Linked DNA regions of Mus musculus: all the other regions are linked to region 3. The links are chromatin contacts, called in public Hi-C, HiChIP or PLAC-seq and promoter capture Hi-C maps. All regions are on one chromosome and are shown on one strand. The core of a region is the stretch at or near the end of the contact, and the rest is flanking DNA. Distances in the headings are between cores, read along the strand shown. Region 1 holds the start of Ly86 (lymphocyte antigen 86). Region 2 overlaps Bloc1s5 (biogenesis of lysosomal organelles complex-1, subunit 5, muted). Region 3 holds the start of Ssr1 (signal sequence receptor, alpha). Region 4 holds the start of Eef1e1 (eukaryotic translation elongation factor 1 epsilon 1). Region 5 overlaps Ly86 (lymphocyte antigen 86). Region 6 holds the start of 5033403F01Rik (RIKEN cDNA 5033403F01 gene). Region 7 holds the start of Bloc1s5 (biogenesis of lysosomal organelles complex-1, subunit 5, muted).

Evidence for each region. Promoter capture Hi-C pulls out the DNA fragments that hold promoters and counts their contacts. Hi-C and Micro-C count contacts between places; a contact is called where the count stands out from the background. HiChIP or PLAC-seq counts read pairs in DNA pulled down with a chosen protein or histone mark. Capture Hi-C pulls out chosen DNA fragments and counts their contacts.
Region 1: a contact with region 3 is called in a Hi-C map of B cells, with 13 read pairs. The contact joins the promoter of Ly86 here to the promoter of Ssr1 in region 3. A contact is called at or near these places in 9 of 39 promoter capture datasets (the 3T3-L1 cell line, the C10 cell line, embryonic stem cells and 4 more), 1 of 484 Hi-C or Micro-C datasets (B cells), 3 of 115 datasets of contacts at active chromatin or transcription factors (large pre-B cells, microglia and pro-B cells) and 1 of 9 other capture datasets (liver).
Region 2: a promoter capture Hi-C map of the HPC-7 cell line shows a contact between it and region 3, with 4 times the contacts expected there. The contact joins the enhancer-like site here to the promoter of Ssr1 in region 3. A contact is called at or near these places in 14 of 39 promoter capture datasets (the 3T3-L1 cell line, 3T3-L1-derived adipocytes, the HPC-7 cell line and 9 more), 1 of 15 datasets of contacts at CTCF or cohesin (the NIH/3T3 cell line) and 5 of 115 datasets of contacts at active chromatin or transcription factors (astrocytes, craniofacial prominence, embryonic fibroblasts and 2 more).
Region 4: a promoter capture Hi-C map of adipose tissue shows a contact between it and region 3. The contact joins the promoter of Eef1e1 here to the promoter of Ssr1 in region 3. A contact is called at or near these places in 19 of 39 promoter capture datasets (the 3T3-L1 cell line, 3T3-L1-derived adipocytes, the C10 cell line and 11 more), 10 of 484 Hi-C or Micro-C datasets (CD8 T cells, the G1E-ER4 cell line, cortical neurons and 2 more), 12 of 115 datasets of contacts at active chromatin or transcription factors (the SCID.adh cell line, astrocytes, craniofacial prominence and 5 more) and 2 of 9 other capture datasets (adipose tissue and liver).
Region 5: an H3K27ac HiChIP or PLAC-seq map of microglia shows a contact between it and region 3, with 5 times the contacts expected there. The contact joins the enhancer-like site here to the promoter of Ssr1 in region 3. A contact is called at or near these places in 7 of 39 promoter capture datasets (cranial neural crest, frontonasal cranial neural crest, liver and 3 more) and 8 of 115 datasets of contacts at active chromatin or transcription factors (bone marrow-derived macrophages, embryonic forebrain, embryonic limb bud and 4 more).
Region 6: a Hi-C map of uterus shows a contact between it and region 3, with 8 times the contacts expected there. The contact joins the promoter of 5033403F01Rik here to the promoter of Ssr1 in region 3. A contact is called at or near these places in 3 of 39 promoter capture datasets (hippocampal neurons, liver and pre-B cells), 1 of 484 Hi-C or Micro-C datasets (uterus) and 1 of 9 other capture datasets (adipose tissue).
Region 7: an H3K27ac HiChIP or PLAC-seq map of extraembryonic endoderm stem cells shows a contact between it and region 3, with 8 times the contacts expected there. The contact joins the promoter of Bloc1s5 here to the promoter of Ssr1 in region 3. A contact is called at or near these places in 18 of 39 promoter capture datasets (the 3T3-L1 cell line, 3T3-L1-derived adipocytes, the HPC-7 cell line and 11 more), 14 of 484 Hi-C or Micro-C datasets (B cells, the G1E-ER4 cell line, Th1 cells and 7 more), 16 of 115 datasets of contacts at active chromatin or transcription factors (the 230-238 cell line, the SCID.adh cell line, astrocytes and 10 more) and 3 of 9 other capture datasets (adipose tissue, embryonic stem cells and liver).

What each region holds. Positions count from the first base shown.
Region 1 is chr13:37,343,854-37,346,811 of GRCm38.p6, reverse strand. It overlaps Ly86 (lymphocyte antigen 86), which reads right to left and starts at 1,467. Exons shown (of 5, transcript NM_010745.2): 1 at 1,238-1,467. The coding sequence starts at 1,373.
Region 2 is chr13:38,613,157-38,615,856 of GRCm38.p6, reverse strand. All of the region lies in intron 3 of Bloc1s5 (biogenesis of lysosomal organelles complex-1, subunit 5, muted), which reads left to right. Among named protein-coding and RNA genes, the nearest start is that of Bloc1s5, 21 kb to the left of the region's middle. Within about 2 kb of position 1,371, at least 26 of the 459 cell types and tissues checked have an H3K27ac peak or open chromatin away from gene starts, as enhancers often do. A contact at or near this core is called in the HPC-7 cell line and liver, where this site is marked.
Region 3 is chr13:37,992,955-37,995,654 of GRCm38.p6, reverse strand. It overlaps Ssr1 (signal sequence receptor, alpha), which reads left to right and starts at 1,447. Exons shown (of 8, transcript NM_025965.4): 1 at 1,447-1,650. The coding sequence starts at 1,572.
Region 4 is chr13:38,657,759-38,660,458 of GRCm38.p6, reverse strand. Eef1e1 (eukaryotic translation elongation factor 1 epsilon 1) reads left to right here and starts at 1,431. Exons shown (of 4, transcript NM_025380.2): 1 at 1,431-1,552. The coding sequence starts at 1,466.
Region 5 is chr13:37,409,613-37,412,481 of GRCm38.p6, reverse strand. The region is part of intron 3 of Ly86 (lymphocyte antigen 86); the gene reads right to left. Among named protein-coding and RNA genes, the nearest start is that of Gm4035, 24 kb to the left of the region's middle. Within about 2 kb of position 1,346, at least 3 of the 459 cell types and tissues checked have an H3K27ac peak or open chromatin away from gene starts, as enhancers often do. A contact at or near this core is called in microglia, where this site is marked.
Region 6 is chr13:38,959,129-38,961,895 of GRCm38.p6, reverse strand. 5033403F01Rik (RIKEN cDNA 5033403F01 gene) reads right to left here and starts at 1,277. Exons shown (of 3, transcript NR_131019.1): 1 at 674-1,277. Slc35b3 (solute carrier family 35, member B3) reads left to right here and starts at 1,359. Exons shown (of 10, transcript NM_134060.4): 1 at 1,359-1,464.
Region 7 is chr13:38,633,815-38,636,514 of GRCm38.p6, reverse strand. Bloc1s5 (biogenesis of lysosomal organelles complex-1, subunit 5, muted) reads left to right here and starts at 1,423. Exons shown (of 5, transcript NM_139063.3): 1 at 1,423-1,579. The coding sequence starts at 1,474.

The DNA of each region.
Region 1 (2,958 bases), core at 218-2,717, 650 kb after region 3:
AGACTCAGTTACAATCTGAGGGAGAATCTTAGACATGGAATAGCCAGTCACATGAGGCTTAATGTCTCGGAAAATCAAATCCCAAGTAGTCCACGTGACCCAATCCGGCTGTCATCCTACTCCTGAAGTGAGCAAGTCCCCAGACGTCTAGGCTCCCATTTGTCCCAAGAACAGCAAGCATCATGAGGTCAGCACTTTCTCCACCCAGCGCGTCCTTTTCTTTTTCTTATTTTTAATTTTTAAAATGCACTTCAAGGTTCCTTTTAAAAGGAAATTTAAAAGAATCCATTGAATTACCCCAGAAACCAAAGTTGGGTGGCAGAATCCGGGCTCAGCTAGTTTGCTTTCATTTATTCTCAGCGAGCGGTGGGACCAACACAGAGGCTCAGAGTCTCCTTTGCATACTCTTCAGCTCATCTGTCCCGTTTCCCTACAGATTTCCAGGTTTCATAAATGTCTGCCTTTCCACAAGCCATTTGTTCTACTGCCCATTGGAAATCGATCCCAAGGCTCATTTTTCCTCGCTGTGTCATAGCGTCACAGAAGGAAAAAGTGAGGTGAGGTACCACATTCAGACTTTAGAACTAACCCACTCCTAAGTTCTGGTTCGTGGTGCCAACAGCGGGGCTCTCCCAGCCCAACGCGTCTCAGTATATGCCACCTCTCAAACAGTTGCACTGAGGTTAAGTTTCTAATACATGCTCCAGGACACAGGCCAACCACAGCACTCCCCTTCGCTGTCCTTGCCCCTGGGGAAACCCTGGCATTGGATGCTACTTCTGACGTGCTTGCTGCTTTAATGGGTGGCACAGTGCGGCATGACAAGAACTCTAGAGGGAGCGGCTGAAGGACAGAGTCTCTGACAAAAGTGACTTGATGCTCACCCAGTTTGCAAAATGGCTGAGGTGAAAAGCCAGCGTAGGCGCAGGATTTGGGAAGAAAAGCTTACTGATCACTTGTTCTTGGGGGAGAGGGCAGGGCTGAGCTCTTAGACTTCGTTCCATATCTAGACTGTTCATTTCTCTCTTTCTGTGGTCTTCGTTATTTTCAGAAGGCTCTTCCACTGTCCCTGGCCTTTCCCTCCTCACGGCTGCCAAGACAAAAGCTCACCGTAGCAGCAAAAAGCACGGAGAGGCTGATAACCTCATCCCTCGCCCATACTCACCCAGTGTTCGTATTGCCCACGTGTAGCTTTAATTTCCCCATAAGCACAAGCAGCCATTTCATAAGACCTTACCACAGCTCTGGTAGACTACTTCCAAGCCCCCACTGTTGCAGGCCGTGTGCTTGGGCCAACCATTTTCGCTGCCATGGTCACTGCTGCTCGGAGAAGTCAGAATCCACACAAGGAGGGCAGCTGCGACACCATTCATGGCGAGGGGGTTGTGTGTGCCCAATGGTAAGCCAGCCCAATAAAAAGACCTCCGAAGCTCGTCCTCCCCCTGAAGGAGTAGTATGTTCAGTTTCACTTCTCGAATACTAGTCTCTGGGAAATATACTGTGAGAAGACAAAGACAGACAGCGGGGAGGGGCATTTGAATACTGTTCCAGGGGGCTTTCACATACTTGAAATAGCAAGTGTGTGTGTGCGCGCGCGCGCGCATATCTCTGAACATGCGCATGCGCATATGGGCAGGTATGGGCTAGGTTGAAAGGTGACTTCTCGCTTTCACAGGAAGAGGTCCTGCAGGACTCTTCAGAACAGCCCCTTTTAGAATCTTTGTCCCCCACTGGAGCTGTAAACTCAGGAAAAATGAGCTTCAGGCCACCATGTGTTTTCTATCAGCGTACACCCCACTGATGTGAGTCTCAGAGCTGGCTAACGCCAGCAGGCACATGTGACATTTTGAGGGTGGTATACTAGAACTTAGGATCTGGAACCGGGTTTTTGGATTTGTTCTTGTCTGGCTTTGGCCCTGGGGTTGGGCCAGCGGAACAGGAGCTTGTCCTAGGAGCCCACACAGAGCTGGGTGGTGCATTCCCTCTGAGAAGTAAGCCATCTTCCATTTCTGGGCCAACAGCACCAGGAGGAAGGATTACCCTTTTAACATTTTTATTTTATTTATTTTTTTAGTGTATATCTGTGTTGTCTTTCTGTGTGTTTGCGTGTGTATGATCATGTGGAAGTCAGAAGGTAACTTTTGGGAGTCAATTCTCTCCTTTCTCTGTGGGTTCTGCGAGTGGCACTCAAGTCACCAGGTTTGTGAGGTAAGTGCTTTTACCCATGGAGACAGTTCATGGGCCCATGGCCTCCCTGAAAGGCTAGTTCAACTAGGAGAGGTGACTGACACCGCTTCTCACACAAAGATGCTGCCCTCCATGGACTCTTGCCGCTCTGCCTCAGCTTTCTTAATCCTAACCCCACTCTATGCAGTTCATCAAACTCACGGCCAAGGCCAGTGATGCTGCAGAGCAACAGGCAACACTCTTTCCCATGGCAGGAAGAGATGAATTATATCCCATTGAGAATGTACAATGTATTTTTAGAAGACTTCTCAATAAAAATATTCTCTCCTTGCATGACAGATGGCATTTTTTTCTATAACATGTAATGCAGCCTCGTAGGAAAAAACGAGCAAGCCACTCCCTCAAGGAGTTATGGGAACTCATTTTGTCAACCAAGAGCCAGGACTTGGGTCTGACGAGTGGTTTTTGGCTCACCTGTTTCAGAAATCAATCCATAATGGTGTCATCTTGAGTTCTGTTATGGTTTGGATATTAACTGTCACCCAGAGTTCCATGTGCTGCTAAGTTTGGTCACCTGCCTGGGGCACCATTGAGATGTGGTGGGACCTTTAATTTAGATCATCTTAAAGAGAATAGTGGAATTCTAACTCTTCGTATCCCTCCTTTTGCTTTGTTTTCGAGCCAACACAAGGAAATCAGGTTTCCTCCATGTGTAGCCCCACCTTAACATGGTCCAATCCAACCCACAGAAAAATGGGGCCACATGTCCAT
Region 2 (2,700 bases), core at 122-2,621, 620 kb before region 3:
TATCACAAGTCAACATAGCGTCCTGACACAGATAGCAGAAGACAGTGCTTCCCGTTGAAAAGCATGCCACAAAGTGATGTGAAGTGGTACAATATGAGCCTTCTCTTGGTCACACTGATCACTAAGGATGGGACTTTTATAGAGTGGTCAGGTGATTATTTATTTATAGGTTTTAGAAAGGAAAACTAAAAGTTCAGAAAAGCTCAGTGGGGAAAGGCACTTGCTGCCAAGCCTGACAGCCCGAGTTTGATGCCTAGAACCCACACAGTGGAACGAGAGAACCAAATCCAAAGCTGCCCTTTGACCTTTTAGAGCACATGTACCTACACACACACACACACACACACACACAACATGAAATAAAAAAGCCTTTTCTGTGTTGTTTCTATGTGGCTGGAATGTGGATAACTTCACAGGGAGGCAAATTCTGAAGACGGATCTTGTTTCCAAACATGGAGACAGTTCTGTAGAGGAAGACAAGTGTAGGCTTATCCCCTTCATCCAAAAGAAGTTTGTAAAGGCTGTGACAGCCTACAGATAAGTATAGGCTTCAGGCCTCATCCAAGACATTTCTTTTTACTGTAGACAGAGCCACCACAAAAAACCATAACTAGTCAGAATGCAAATTTGTAGAGCCTAGTCCCAATGAATATATCTGCTTAACACTCCGGAATCCAAGGCCCAGGGGACATTGAAGAAGGGGCAGAAAGACTGTAAGAGCCAGAGGCCCAGGGAGTTTGCTGTGAGACTGTGTCTCCTAGTAATGACAGAAGCTACACACATGAAGTCTCATCACCATGACAGTCTAAGCATGAGCTAAGCACAGGTGACACCCACAGACATGCCAAAGTGGATGGGGAAAAGCCCACAGGCCTCAGCCCCACTCAAAGAGCTACAGGCAGCTAAGGAGTGGTGGGAGCAGGAGACATGGTCTTCCCAGAGACGAGCACAGTAGCTTGCTCTTCAGAACCAAATGCTCAGCCCTGAAAGCATGCATGCAAGTAACATTTACAGACTGCACAGGTCACATGTAGGCTATGCATGGATGTCCATGTATGCTTGTTGTAATAACGAACAAAGAGGCCATGGCCTGAAAAGAGAGCAAGAAGAGTGGATGGGCAGGTTTTAGAGGAGGAAAGGGGAGGGGGATGATGTAGTTATAATCTTGGGGCAGGGGTGCTGTGACAGGTGACAGCAGAAGTCACATGGCCCTTCAACTTTTCTTCACACTGCACTTGGGGTGATCCAAAAATGAAAATGACCCGAGGACAGAAACACAGATTTTTAAGATCTGTTCACAGAGCCAGGAAGGAAAAAAGACGAACAGGAAATGATAGCACCATGCTTAGGGATGGTGAGGTCATACTCACTGCCGCAGGAAGAAGGCAGATCTAATCAACTCCTCTCTTGTTTTGTTAAGGAAGAAAAATGATTGGTAAGCTAATCCCCCGTCCTTAGATGTCATCTGTGATCTAGGAAAGTTTGTTAATAGCCGCTGAGGATAAAGCTTTTGAAAATGAAATCTGCTGGCTGCATCCAGGAGGTGGAGGCTTCACAGTTTTCTGAAAGAGAAACCGCTGTCCCTGCCCTGATGTGGACGGGTCGTTAGCCCTAGGCAGGGAGAAGAAGACAGACAGATGGCTTCCAGCTTCAGCAGCTGTAACAGAGGGTGGTCCTGTAGCAGTCTGCCTCTGCTGAGGGAATTCACAACTGAAAGCACTTCATCAGAGGACAGGGAGAGTGAGTGAGGGCTTTGTGTGAGGGTAGTAGGGTGAACAGGGTCCTCAGCGCACCACCACTTGACACTGCTCAAGAGTGACTTTTGAGACAGGGTCTTTCCTGTGGCTTAGGCTGGTCTGGAACTCACTTGTGAACCAGATTGTGATGTAGATCTCACAATGACCCTGGGTCTCAGAGTTTTGGCTAGACTGCCTTTACCCTCAGTGTGGGGTGTGCAGACACAGCAGCTGGAAATTCAAACTTAGGTCCTCGCACTCACGTAGCTTACTCCCCAGTTACGTGGTTCTTATTGATAATACTTAATCTCTTAGTGGGCATGTTTGCTATCTTTCTCATGAATGATCATGTCCATCCTGAGGTCCTGTTGTTAGTTCCTCATTTGTAAAATAAGTAAGACACAGACAGACTTGCAGGAGACTTGGGAGAAACGTGTTCTGAGGAGCAGGAAGTGCAAATGCCTCGTGGTGGGAGTATGGTCGGCCGGCACAGTGGAAAGAGCAAGGAGGTCGGTGTGCCCAGAGCAAGGGCTAAGACGCAAAGGCAGCAGGTAGATGAGGAGGAGCCGAGAAGGGAGGAACCCAGCAAGAGCAGGACGAGGCGCGTAGCAGGGATCCGCAAGCATGTCAGGAATCAGTGGACCAGCAGAAGGGCAGAGCAGTCACAGACGGCAAAGCTGCCTGCTAGCCTGCAGACCAGTTCCCTTTGTCGGAGCAGAAGTAAAGTTAGACTGGTGATGGGAAGGTCTGAGGAACTCAGGGGTTCACACCAGCCTGGCAGTGGCTGTGCAATATTTTATGACCGGAGTCTTTCCTGAGACACATGGGGTCTGGTGTGGAAGTCTCTACTTGTACCGTCATGCCAGCTCTCTGAAGGTCTTAAATTTTAAAACATTTTGAACTTGGGGATGCTCACTTTACATTAGAATGTTGGTTCTGAAGAAATGGAAATGATTTCATGAAC
Region 3 (2,700 bases), core at 198-2,697:
GAAACTGACAAGGACTGTAACTGAGGGGATGGTACAGAGACACTGTCCTTGTACCGAAGATCTCACTGTCTCCCTTTCTGAGGTCTGACTTCAGGTGGTGGCACTTCTGACTCCTTAATGTTCATAGAATTTATAGACAGTCTCTTTCCCCTGTTCAGGTCAGACATGTGTTCATCTGATCTGAACCTACTGGGGTTAATTAAGTTGAGATATGGTCTGTGACTTCCACTTCAGTCATCTTCAACAATTCTGAGGGGAGTTTATTTGTCCCTCTGTGGCTCAGAGGCTCCAATGATCCTGGTGGCTGCTTAACCTGTGTAGTGGTTTGAATGAGAACTGCCCCAGTAGGCTTGTGTTTGAATGTTACATCCCAGTTGGTGGAACTGTTTGGTAAGGACTTATGTGAGGAGGTGCATTGTTGGGTGTGGGCTTTGAGGTTTCAAAAGTCCGTACCATTGGACTTACCTCTCTGCCTTGTCCTTTGGGGCTGAACATATAAGCTCTCAGCTTCCACGTTAGCACTGCCTGCCTGCTCCCATTCTCTCTGATGCGATGGTCAGGAACTCACCCTCTGAGACTGTAAACAAGCCTACAAATCAAACACTTTCTTTTATAAGTTGCCTTGGTAATGGTATCTCTTCACAGCAACAGAAAAGTAACCAAGACAGTCCCTGAATCAGGATTGTGGCTGGAGGTTCTCAGCGCAGCCACTACATCCCGAGTGTTTCACACTGACCAGCTGAAGTTGCCAGAAATATGCCAGAAGTGAGATCTTTGGCGTAGAAACTGCAGAAAGGCTAGGTAATTGCTAAGTTTGGGTTGTTAAGAAAAATTACAGAACTGAACCTCTAATGATCAGAGTTCAAGCCCAGAACCCATCTAAAATGTGGAGAGAATCAGTTCCCTAGAAGTTGTCCTTTGACTGACCTTTACATCTATCTGTGCACTGGCAATTATACACCAGAGAGACAGTCAAATTTAAAAGAATAAAACTCCAGAACTCCGATTGTTTATTGCAGGGGGGGTAGAATTTTGTGACAAGGTATTAACTCTGTAGCCCAGTCTTGCCCCGAACTCGCTACATAGCCCAGGCTGGTCTCCAGCTCGCTGCAATCCTCCTGCCTCCATCTCTCAAACTCTGGGGTTACAATGTGAGACATCACTTTCGGCTTTTTATTTTTATTTATTTATTTTGTCGTTATCCATATCCTTTACTTTCTGTCTTTCAACTGCCACACATGCGGGAAGTTTCCACTCCTTGGCCCCTCAAAGCAACGGGGGACAAAGCGATGCTAAGCATCTGGAAGAGATAAGCCTGCTCAGCTAGGCTCTCGCGGGAGCCCGTAGGCTCCCCTGGTCCCCGCCACCGCCGGCCACGTGATCTCCCGGCCCGCAGGCCCCGCCCCTGGGCGCTTAGAGGCCACGTCGACGGTGGCGGGGAGGGGCGACGGATGGCGCGCGTGCGTGCGTGCCCCGCCCCTCCACCGCGGCCCGGATGAAGAGTAACGCCATTACCGCCAGAGCCTCCGAGAGCCCTAGCGGACCCGCACCGGACGCTGACCGGCCGTACCATGAGACTCCTCCCCCGCCTGCTGCTGCTGTTCCTGCTGGCCTTTCCCGCCGCCGTGCTGCTCCGAGGCGGCCCCGGAGGTGAGAGACGCGGGGCTGGGTTGGGGACCGCGGCCGACCCCCGGCCCGGCTCTCGTGGGCCATGCTATCCCCCGCCCCGGGACCCCCCGCAGCTCGGCGTCCTCAGCGAGCGCGGGCCCGAAGCCCGCGGTCCGCAGGACCCACGCCAGGGTCGGCCTCGCTTCTCCGCCCGCGCTCGCCGCGGGCCGCCCGTCCCCAAGCTCTGCGCTGACGTGTCGCTAGCCACACGCCGGCGCGCCTCCATTCATTCGCCCACTGTAGATTCTTCTCCTCGGCGCGTGGATCGTGTTCGCCCGGCCCCCTCGCTCGCCCATCGCGGTCTGTGTGGACCGCGAGGCTCGGTGTCCAAATCCGTCCCCTTCCTCCGGCTGCTTGTCAGCCGCTACCGTAGAGTATGGCCGGATGGCCTCCTCCTTCCTTTTCTAATTTCTCTCCCCTCCCCTCCCTTTTCCAGCCAGTTTTTGCTGGTTGAAAATATGCTGCGAAAAAGTTATTTCGAGCTTTGTAAGTTTATTCTTTCCAACGATTGACCTGGGCTAAAAACTTGGCAGAATGTAAAAACGTAGAAACTTGTTCCCCCTTGCCCGCCATGTCCATTAATTTTGCTAGTTTATAAAAACAACTAGTTTGAGTGGTCACCAGAAAGAATTCCTTTTCTTTCTCTAAGTTTCTGTGGCCCAGGGCATGAGAAATAACGAGCCATGTTATGAACTCTTTGGCCAAGCACACAGAAGTGCTTGGCTTCTACTTAGTAACTAGTATGACTTTGAATTATAGCTGTTAGGGATTTTGGCTTGGGAGTGTGGTGGTGGGGACATAAGACAGATGTTGAGACCGAGTCTCATGTAGGTAACCCTGGCTGCGTTGTAAGTTGGTGCCCTAGCTAGCACGTCCTTGAACTTATGATCCTTGTGCCTGTACCTCTGGGGTGCTGGGTTTCAGGGTGTCACCACACCCCGTGGATGAAGTGGTGGGGATGAACCCAGGGCTTCCATCGTGCCAGGCATGCAAGGCACATATGCACACTACAACCTTAGACCATTGGGGTTT
Region 4 (2,700 bases), core at 182-2,681, 660 kb before region 3:
CTAGTTATAAAGGAAGGGGGAGGGGACCCAACTCCCGACGAATAATCTCTGGTCCAGTAGAAAGGTGCACCTCCGCAGGTTCTAGCAGTGGGCGTGGCAGAACGAATGAGCAGGAAGCTCCACCCCTGAACAAGCAGGTTTCAGGCTGGGGGAGGGGAGACTACACCCCAACAAACAGAATAATCAAGCCTGTCACAGCAACATCTTGGTTCCTGGTACCAGCTTCTGTCTTGGTCACTGTTCATTTGCCTATAATCACCATTTTTATTCAAACCACCACATAAGGATTCAACTTGTCTCAGTTAGAGTTTCTATTGTTGTAAAGAGACACCATGAGTTACTATTAACTTTTATAAAGAAAAACATTTAGTTAGGGCTGCCTTACGGGTTCAGAAATTTAGTCCATTATCATTACAGTGAGTCTCATGGCCCCAGGCAGGCAGACATGATGCTGAAGGAGCCAAGAGTTTTATATCTGGATCAGCAGGAGGCAAGGAAAAAAAAAAAAAAAGAATGCCACTAGGATCTGAAACCTCAAAGCCCACCCCCACTGCCACATTTTCTCTAACAAGGCCACACCTACTCCAACGAGGTCACGCCAATAGTGACACTCCCGGTGAGCATATGGAGGCTCATTTTCTTTCTTTTGGGGGGGGGGGAGAGGAGGGGTTCGAGACAGGGATTCTCTGTGTATCCCTGGCTGTCCTGGAACTCACTTTGTAGACCAGGCTGGCCTCGAACTCAGAAATCTGCCTGCCCCTGCCTCTGCCTCCCGAGTGCTGGGATTAAAGGCGTGCACCACCACGCCCGGTTGGGGGCTTATTTTCGTTCAAACAACCACAGATCTCAAGTTCCCTTGCTAGGTCACTGGCCCTTATCCTTATTTTAATTTAAGATTGTTCTATAATTTTCTTATTTGGAGAACTATTTGACGAGTTTGGGAATCAATGCTTTATATTTATAAAACAAATAATCTAAATTATTCTTCTGATCTACAATAGTTTTATAAGCATTGTAATGAATGATTCAATCTTTAAGATTCGGATACATTCAGCCAGGCAGTGGTGGTGCATGCCTTTAATCCCAGCATTTGGGAGGCAGAGGCAGGCGAATTTCTGAGTTCGAGGCTAGCCTGGTCTACAGAGTGAGTTCCAGGTTAGTCAGGGCTATACAGAGAAACCCTGTCTCAGAAAACAAAACTAAGATTCGGATACATTCTTCTGTGAAACTGTCTACACTCCGTGCTCTCCTCTGCCTACTGTGAGCAATCCACCGGACTCCGAATGTGGTTGGCCCCGCCCTTAATTACGAACCGCCCCCTGCCTTGAGCTGACTCCGCCCCTTTCGCGCAGGCGCGCTTGCCGTCCTCCCAGCCAATCGTGGGAGACATCTGTGGGGCCGGACTTCCTGCTCAATCAAGGTCCTAGCTGTGCAGGCCCCGCCTCCCTAGGAGCTGGGCCAGAAGATGGCGGCGGCCGCGGAGTTGAGGCTGCTGGAGAAGAGTCTGGGACTGAAGCCGGGGAATAAGTACAGTGCTCAGGGCGAGCGGCAGGTGAGGCGCAGCGGTAGGAAAGCAGCAGGGCGGCGGGGTGACCCGGAGCCTACGCGACCCGGCCGGGGCATCGGAATGGACTCCGCTCCCCACGTGCGTGCGGGGCGGGCCGCGTGGCTCGGTCTGGACCTCCAGGCAAATGTCACCGTCCTCCCCTCGGGGAGCAGAAAGCCAGTTCGCGGAGGCCTGGGCAGAGTCAGGGGTTCAGATCCCTGTAGGCGGCCGTTAGCCGTGCCTGGTCCTTTCATTCAGCGACCGCCTTTCCAGCGGCTGGCCGGGCGAGCGGTACAGATTCCTGGAAGCCGCCTGGCGGAGGGAACACGGAATAGGACCCTGCTCATTCTGGCGACACACCCGCTTGGATGTGCATTGTGCAGAGAATTGAGGAAGATTCCGGGTGTGGGGCAGTGGAATGCTTGGTGAGATAGAAGAATCCTGATTTCTTAGGGTGTAGAAAGTGAGTCCTTTGTAACTCATCATTTGCCGTAGAAAGATGGTACTAGAGGAAGAATGGTAGTGGGAAACCATAGAGTGTGCCTTGAACGGGATTCCAGATCTAGATGGCTTGTTCCTGTTTGGGCCCAAAGGTTTTGTTTTGTTTTGTTTTTTCCTTTAATGTCTAAATCGTAGCGGTATTGTGGGGTTCACAGTAACTTAATGTGGCACCTGGAAAGGTTAAATGACTTGCCTGCCGTAGGCTGCGAAGGCCATCCTCCCCAGAGGTGATGTGCTCTGTCCTCAGCCCAGTTTCCTTTGCACACCCTCTTTTTTGGCTTTGCCGAGACATGAGAGACAGTCTTGCTTTCAAGGCATGAGGGACAGTCACCAGCAATTAAGGGCCCAATAGGACAAGCGACAGGGGAGGAATACATTGAGGACAGTGGCACAGTGCCACAGAGGAGGTGGGATTTAAGCTTCAGTGAGAAGCTGGTGTTCAAGAGATTAGACTTGGAAGGATGTAGAAAACCAGTGAATTACTATGTAAGTTTGGGTCCAGTAAGCCACCCAAAACAGAGTAGTGCAATACAGAATAAACCCAAGTTCAGTCTTAGACCAAGTTCAGTTTGAAGTTCAGAGTTGGGTTTTAGTGCCTTGTGTAATGGAAACGTTTCACAGTGAGTCCCAGTTGAAAGTTTCTGGTTTTCTGT
Region 5 (2,869 bases), core at 97-2,596, 580 kb after region 3:
GCTTCAGTCTGCCTGGCCAGCCATTGGCTGTTGGCTCTTTATTGACTGATCAAAAACCAATTGGGGACAAGAACCTTCAGTGTTTGGACATACAAATTCCTGATTTTGGGGGCTGGATGAATTCAAAACATTGGAACCAATCCCCAACACTAAGATGCAGAGGTAGATGGGTGTCAGGCCCAGATCTCTTTGTCACTAGCAAAGTGACAGTGGGCAATCTTGGCACTCAGATTCTAGACTCACAAAATAGAAATAGAAATCTTCCAGCAGGGCTCAAGGAGGACTAGAGACCTTGGCTGTAGCCTCATCCAGCAGTGTGGTCCTCCGGAGGGATAATGGCAGTTGTCACTAGTTGATTGTTAGCCAGCTCACAGGAGGCTCACTTGCTGGATTCTGACAGCTGCGATGACACCCAGTTTTGGAAAGTCTTGTGCAGCAGCATCTGTTTTTCTTTTTCACATTTTCAGTTTCAAACATGGATGGATCTAGCTGTTCGAAGAACACTGTTTGGATGGTGCCTGTTCTTCTCTGATGCTCACTTAACGCCCCAGGGCTTTGCCAGTTTGTGCTCTTCTTCACTCCTAACAGGTCCTTCTTTGGGAGAGCTTTTCATTAAATTGGTTTTTCTATGCTTCACGCTTTCGACTAGAGCTTTTTTGGGGTCCACGAAGCTCCTGAAAATAGCTGCGAGTAACTTGGGGAAGTGACTTTTTGTTGTTAGCTCGACAAAACAACACCTAAAATTAAACTCTCTTCCCTTCCCTTCTCAGGCCCTCTTCGTTTCTGAGATTCCTTTAATTAACATTCTCACCCTCTATACTATAAAAAGATTCCCAGGATACTCTCACCTATTTCTTCCTTTCCCTCATTGAAAAACTTCTAAAAATTGGCCTTTCCCCCTCTCTTTATTAAAGAGAGTAAACTGACTTTAGTTCAACTGAACTTAAGTTGATTGCCTTTTTGTTGGGTGAGGGATTGACATCATGTTTACTATGCAAGTGCTGGACCACGAAGCTCCACTCCTACTCCAGAAACTGACTTTTATGGTAGGAACACAAAGGCCCCATAGGATCTGGACGACATGGGCTTGGGGTGAAGGTTTGTGCTCTGTTCCCTCCTTTGACCTTGGGGTGAAGGTCTGTGCTCTGTTCCCTCCTTTGACCACCCCTGGTCTCCAGGGCCCACACTGATCCCAGCCTCTCTGCTCATAGTATCCCTGCTCATCTGTTCCTGGACTGCTTCTGTAGTTCTCTTCAGTAATGACAGAATGGGTGGGAGTAAGCCCTTATTGGGTGATTCTCATGACCTCAGTGAGAAACCAGTACACTGAAACGCTCTATTTCAAGGTCTTTAGTTCTGGCTGCACCGGTCCAGTCCTTGCTAGGTTCAGTTAATTATTCTGTACTGCTGGTGGGTAGGAGAGCCATGTTTACAGCAGATTCCACTGAGCTTAGCCAATTGCTCCATCCCTTTGTTCTCTGAAACCAATGCAGAGGCTGGAGCAAGCGAAAGTGCTTGGAAATGACGGTGCTCTTAGCATGGTGGTGCTCCCATGTGCCCTTCCCCCAGCCTTGAGTAGGCTAAACAGACCCACAGTGGTTTTAAGACCTGCTGCATTTGTAATTTCCTACAGGAGCTTTGAAGAGTAGACTGCCCATTGAGCTTGCTTTGCAACACAATCCAGCTGAACCAAATGGTGCTTTGTTTCCGTGGGCTTTCCCTATATAAACATATTGCTGAATAATTAAACTTGGAGCCTTGATCAGAAATTTTGTCTTGGCTTCATCCTTCTCTCACACACTGTCCTTTTATATTTCTAGATCCCCTTTTAGGTAGACCCAGTTCTGCATGGCCACTGGACAGTTTCACTCCCAGAGTGGTGAACTTGATTGACAGCCTTTGTATCCTTCCTCAGGCCTTCCTAGGCCCTCATTAGAATTCCACTTTCTTAATATTTAAGCATTGTTATAGTGTTTTAACACTGTTAGTGTAGGCTAACAATTATGATGCCAAACCTATTAGTTTATGCAGAAGAAGGGCTTTATTTAAAACGACTATTATGTTTATGTGCTATGCTGGCGATTGAACAGAGGGCTTTTCCACGTGAAGCAAGTGCTTGATCGCTGAGCTACAACTCTCAGCCCTTATTTATGTGTTCACTCAGACTTTTTCTCAGGGCTTGAAACCAGCACATTTATTTTATGGTTGACCACTGACATCCTCAAGGGGAACTGGATGTGCAACAGCTTCGGTCTTGGGTGTAGCTGTTGTTGCTGTGTGGACTCCAAGTCTGAATCTTCGATAGGCATCTCACCCCATCCTGGTCGTACTTCCTCTCTGCTTTGACTCTCCAGTTATACTTTCAGGTCGGTGCCAGCACTGGGTCACCTTGGGTGCAGAGTTGGCGGACACCCCCAAAGTTCCCTAGAGGACTTTCCACGCAATCTGAAGACCACTGGTGAGTGGAACACAACTTCTGTTTCAATCCAATCGTGCGGGACCTGAGACAGCATTAGGAAAGCAGGAAACCCGGCCTGACCAGGGTCACAAGTCCCTTCTGGTCGGCGCCAGCACTGGGTCACCTGGGCACAGAGTCGGCAGACACCCCCAAGGTCCCTAGAGGACAGCTTCTGAGACAGACCCAATTTTGGGTTCCAGACATCTGGGCACCTTCCCTGCCAGAGGAGAGGTGTCTGCCCTTCCCAGGAGGGCTTTGCCGGAGCACCTTGGGGAGACATCTTGTTTCCCGGATCCCTCTGAGACTAGTCTGTGCAGGTGAGAGTGTGGACTACAGAAGCTAACAGCTTCTGTGACAGGCCGAAGCAACACAGCTTCTGGAACAGGTCCTGTTTTGGGCCTCATCTTTGCT
Region 6 (2,767 bases), core at 28-2,527, 970 kb before region 3:
TGAGGCATGTCGTGCCTGACGGGGGTTAGATGAATTCTAAAGTGTTGTTTGGATATGACCCATCAAGAACAAGTTGCAAACCACGGAGAGGGTTTTAGGTTTCAATGAGATGGTAAAAGCCATTAAAGCATTGAGAGCAAAGCAGCATCAAATCCTGCTCTTGGGCAGAATTAGGCTGTAAGGAAGTAAAAGATAATAGAAGCCAGCTAGGCTATTGTGATTGCCTAAGCAAGAGTGGGTGGACCTTAACCCCTCTTGTATTCCAGATTTATATTACCATTTACCTTCTCACCTATGTCCTATAACTCCTTAAGGGCTGGAAGTCCATATAAGCTACTTATAAATTATGCATATGACCCTACACATAGGCACATTCAACAGGTGTTTGATAAATAATGTTCCTTCTTGGCTGACAGTTGTTTTACTGCTACTATTTGCTATTGTTGAGCCATAGAATGACATCTCTAAATGTCTAAATGGGCTTTGTTATTCTCTTTAGGATTTTTTCTTTCCTCCCCTTTTTTTAAAGTTTCAACTTTCATACAAAACTGGCTTAGCAAGGCTGGTATTTTTAAAATGTCTAGCTGGACCTTTTCCCTCACCACTTCAGAGATTCTCTCCTAAGGCATAAATGCTTCCCAATGCCTAATTCTTGTGAAATTTTAAAACTTACACACATCTGACCGGATTGTAACGTTTCTGTTGACACTATTCACCCCTTTTCAAAGCAGACTCTTGAATACTATTCCGGTTAAGGTAATCGTAATAATCCTTATCGCCAAGCCCATCTTGGCATTTTCTTCATTGTATCTCAGTAACTGTAAGTGTAGCTCTCAATGTGGAATAATTTATGATATTTGGCGATCAAATATCAGAGATTTTATAACATTTGTCAGACTCCAAGCCAGGGATTTACATTTCAAGCAGTGAGTGGCATGTCAACACAATCCTGGTTCATTTCTGGCCAATTACAAACCATCATCACTGTAAGGGCATGTGACGCAGGCTTCCTGTTTCTTCAGTCCACCTTGGCCAGAAGGGTAGGAGTGAGTCCGGAGAACTGGGACAGGAAAGTAGTTGAGAAGCAACTTCATCCCTTTGAATCAAAAGGTGGAGGCTGGGGAAAGGGAACCTCAGGCTGCTGAGATCCGGCTCGAGCACTCTAAACCTTGGCATCCTTCACACGCCCCGGCTCACGATCGCGGATGTGAAGTCAACTGGGTCGCAGAAGCCACGAGATGGACAGGACCCTTGCTCAGAGCACGCAGGAGCAGGGTGGAGAGGTAGAAACAGCCGAGGGGGTGGGGAGGGCGAAGGGGCGGAGCCGCGCGCCGGCGCACGCGCACAGAGACGCCTAGGCGGAAGTGGCGCGCAGGGTCCGGCGTGTGAAGACCTTCCGGGGAGGTGGCGGCCGAGGCGGCCGTCGCGGGAGCAGACCCGGAGGCGGAGACGGAGACCGAGGAGGTGACAGCGGCGGAGCTGGGAGGTGGGGGTCTTGCTGCGCGGCCAGGCGTCGTCAGGCAGAACTCGGGTGGGCTCCCACACCGTGTCAACAGAGAAGGTGGACGCCGCCGCCGTCGGGGTGGTCGGGGCGCGCGCTTCCGGGAAGAGCATCGTTCCCTGTTGGCCTGAGAACCCCCGGGCCGGACCCCTCCTCTACCCTGCTCTCTGTGCTCAGAGACTTGGTCTCTCGGATTCCCTTGGCTGTTTTTGCAGTTCAGAGTCATTTCCGGGTCTGTGTCCGCTCTCTCCGTTACCTGGTGACTGTTTGCCTTGCAGCGAGTTGACTGTTCTTGCAGGGCTGCTAAGTTTATGTCGCTGAAATCCCTGTACGTTCTTTCGGGCTTTACAGCTGAATTCTCTTCTCCTTTCTTTCTTCCTACCTTGTCTGTCTATCTTTCCGTGTCTTCCTTCTTTCCTCCTTCCTTTTCTCTTCTTTGGGAAAAACACTGAAAGATTTTGTTAGTTTACTATCATGAGTTGTTTGTTTTGAGTTTTTTTGTTTGGTTGGTTTTTTGTGTTTGAATGAATTACATCTGCGTTACTTCTACAGTAGATTATCAGAATCCCGAATTTTAGTTAAACATTTCTGTTACAAGTGAGTTGAGATAGTTTGAGACTTGGAGGGGAAAGACACTGACAACGTTTGAAAAATATTTTAGATAGCATTACTTCTGCTTAAAGTCTACTTTAAATCCTATTGTTAGCCCTTGAGGGGAATAGAGTTTCGGAAATCACCAGTCTCTCACCCTTTTGTGTGATAAGGTATGGGAGAAATCACAATCTTGTTTTTCTGCTCTTTGATCTTATCCCACACCTGGAACCCAGTTGTGAAGACATGATTGTTACTAGAGCGTTGCAGGTTTCTGGCGAAGCTGGGACTTTTCCAGGCTGTGCACATGATAAGTTTTCCTCCCATTCCAGCTTTGTAATAGAAAGCGTACCTCCTTCACATTAAAAAAAAAAAAAAAAAAAAGACTAGGTTAAGAGATAAGGTGAGGCCAGCAAGCTGACAGGTAAGAGCACCTGAGGCCAAGCCTGTGGCCAAGCCCAGAACCAATAAGGTGAAATGACAGAGAACCAGTTCCCAGGAGTTGTCTTCTGACCCTTGCTTGCCATCTGTGGCATAGACACACAGACTTGTATAAAGAAATAAGCTTTTATTTCAGTGTGTCATTGTAAGGCAACATCACCTGTTTCCGATTGTGTGTGTGCACACACAGTATGTGTTTACTTACTCTAAGCACTTCTTTGACCTCCATTTTAG
Region 7 (2,700 bases), core at 174-2,673, 640 kb before region 3:
AACTGCAAATCGGTACTGAGTACTGGCCTTGTCTTCTTGTTGCTATTCCAGAAGTAACAATGTATTGGTGAGAACAGGAAGTAGAAACTGGTGAAATAGAGCAGGAATTCCCAAGCCGTGCTTCCAAGAATGTCCTTGCCGGAGGGCAGGAATGCTGGGATCCAGAGAGCTCAGGTTCCGGCTTCTTTGCCTTCGCTGACGCTTTATTGGAAACTATCTGAAGACCCAATTCTATTTCCAAAGTGTTAATTATGGCAACTAGAATTTCTTTATCACAACACAGAGTTGGCAAATTTCAGAGGTGAAATCCAGAATCAACATTTAAAAAAAAAAACAAACAGCCACATTAATGTAAGAAAAGCATTCAATTTCACATATTGTAGTGAGTCTTCATGGTGCACAGTCATAAAGGAAATTATGCAAAGGGAAAGAAATTTTTTTCTACAATGCAGAAAAATGAATATGAAATTTCTTGGAAGTGAGGAGAATAACAAATGTCTTTGAAAACTATGATTTCTACATATTGATTAAAAAGCTAGGAAATTAAATTTTTTATTTGTCCTCCTTTGGGGGTTTACCATTTCTTCTGCGATAATCCCCCAATTCCTGCTTCACCTAGTTATTCTCTCCATGTCTCACTTCAAGACTGGAGACAAACACTGGTCTTTTCTGGGAAGTCTTTCCTGATCCCCTCAACAGCTAGTATCCACAGGTATGGAACGATTCCTCTTCCTGCCGTTTATGTCGCTTTACGTTCCTCCTTCAGACTGGACTAAGACCCTTTAGGATGACATTGTTCATTGTTCAGAAGAGAGTAGCGGAGGAAGCGGTCACAGCTGAGTCCTAAGGAAGAACCCCTGGATGATGAGGAGGTAAAAACCACTGGGAGGCCGTGCATTGCTCTCTTTGAAGCATGACAATTTGTTGAGAAAATGAACATTATGGAATATATCAAATGTCAGCACTTATTAGTCTAATTTAGGGAGACCATCTCAAACACCCAACCAAGCAACAACAAAAAACCTAAACAAAACAAAAACGAGTTTCTTAACCTCTAACCGTGTTGCTTTATTTGTTAAAAAAATTATGATCTGTCTCCTCAGGTTGCTATGATGACCCTAAGGTGACAATACATGTCAAAATGCTTTATAAAATAGTGGTGGCCAGTAACAATGTAGAAACTATGTATATACTACTACTGTTATTCTTCTGCTCGCCGCGCCTTGCTCCAACCATAGTGAGTTTAGTTCCTACCGGCGTAGGATGGGATAACCGAGAAACAAGTAATTTTCAAACACCTCCCATACGCAGATCATCTGCCCTCATCCAGCATGGCCGCATCGGCTACACTCCCGGCGCCTTCCCCGAACCCAACGACTCCGACGCCCTGTGATGACGTAACACCAGAGCGTCTCTCTCCCTAAAGGTCCGTGCCTGCGCCGTGGACGCCGCGGGTGGGCGGAACTGGTCGGGATGAGTGGCGGAGGCACCGAGACCCCTGTAGCGTGCGACGCCGCCCAGGGCGGCAAGAAGCGGGACTCACTGGGGACTCCGGGTGCGGCGCACCTCATTATCAAGGGTACGGAGTGGAGGGCGTGGTCCTCCGTGCGGGGTGGGGGCAGCGTGCTGGGGACCGCCCCTCCTGGTGCTCCCCGGCTCCCCTGTAGCCCTCAGCTGCCTGGCCCGCCTCGAGACGAAAGGTCCCAGCTCGCAGGACCCAGTTACGTGCAATGGGCGAAGGGCGCACAAGCGGAGAATGGGAACTAGTTGGAGCCCCACACGTAGTAGGGTGACTTCGGTCCTTCACCCTCTCGTCCTCTGTCCTCTGCGCCTTGGGGGTCATGCCAGGAAGAACACTTGGGAAAACGTCCTGAAACACAGCGCTCAGTACCATACAGTGTACCGGTCTGAGCTGTCCCCTTTCAGCCTTAGTAGATTTCGACCTAAATTATTACAATAACAACTAGCTTTAATTCCTAAACCTCAGAAGTCCCCGTTAACCGCGAAGAAGCCTCCAATTGCAGTTTCCACTGCTTCCCTCAACTCCCTGCTCAACCCGCCTATTCCACCAACTTTGGGCTACAGTCCTACACTGCCTGGAGAGTGGTGGCTTACCATCTGTGCGGTTCCCATTTTACTCTTACCAGATCTGTGGGCGGCCCCAGCTGAGCTGGCTGCGACTGTTTAAACTGTGTTTCACATTGTTTCTTAGGTTTAATTTGGGATCCAGTAGTATTGTGTGTGTGTGTTAAGACTAAGTTAGAATTCTTTCTCTGTGCAATCTCAGTGAAGATTAGTCGTTGTATGGCTGTTGTTGGGCCACCATGACTCCATCCGCAAATGTTTTTCATCTTGCAAAACTTTGTATGCATTAAACCATAACTCCTCATGCCACTGTGAATTTGACTGGTCCAGTGCCTCTGAGGACTTGGACAGCTCCACTCTCGGAAATAAGGCTGTTTTGAATATGAATATATAGACATCCTTCGGAGGTCCTGTGTTCAGTTCTTGGGACTGTATCTCCAGTAGTGGATTTTTGGGTCATTTGATTATTCTTTAAACTTTTTGAGGAGTTGGCATGTTCTGTATTTGCTATACCATTTTCTAGTCACCTGTCATCACCAACTCTTGTCTTTGGTACTAGTTATTCTAATGCGTGTGAGATGACACTCCCTGTTGTGATTTTCATTTCCTCTAATA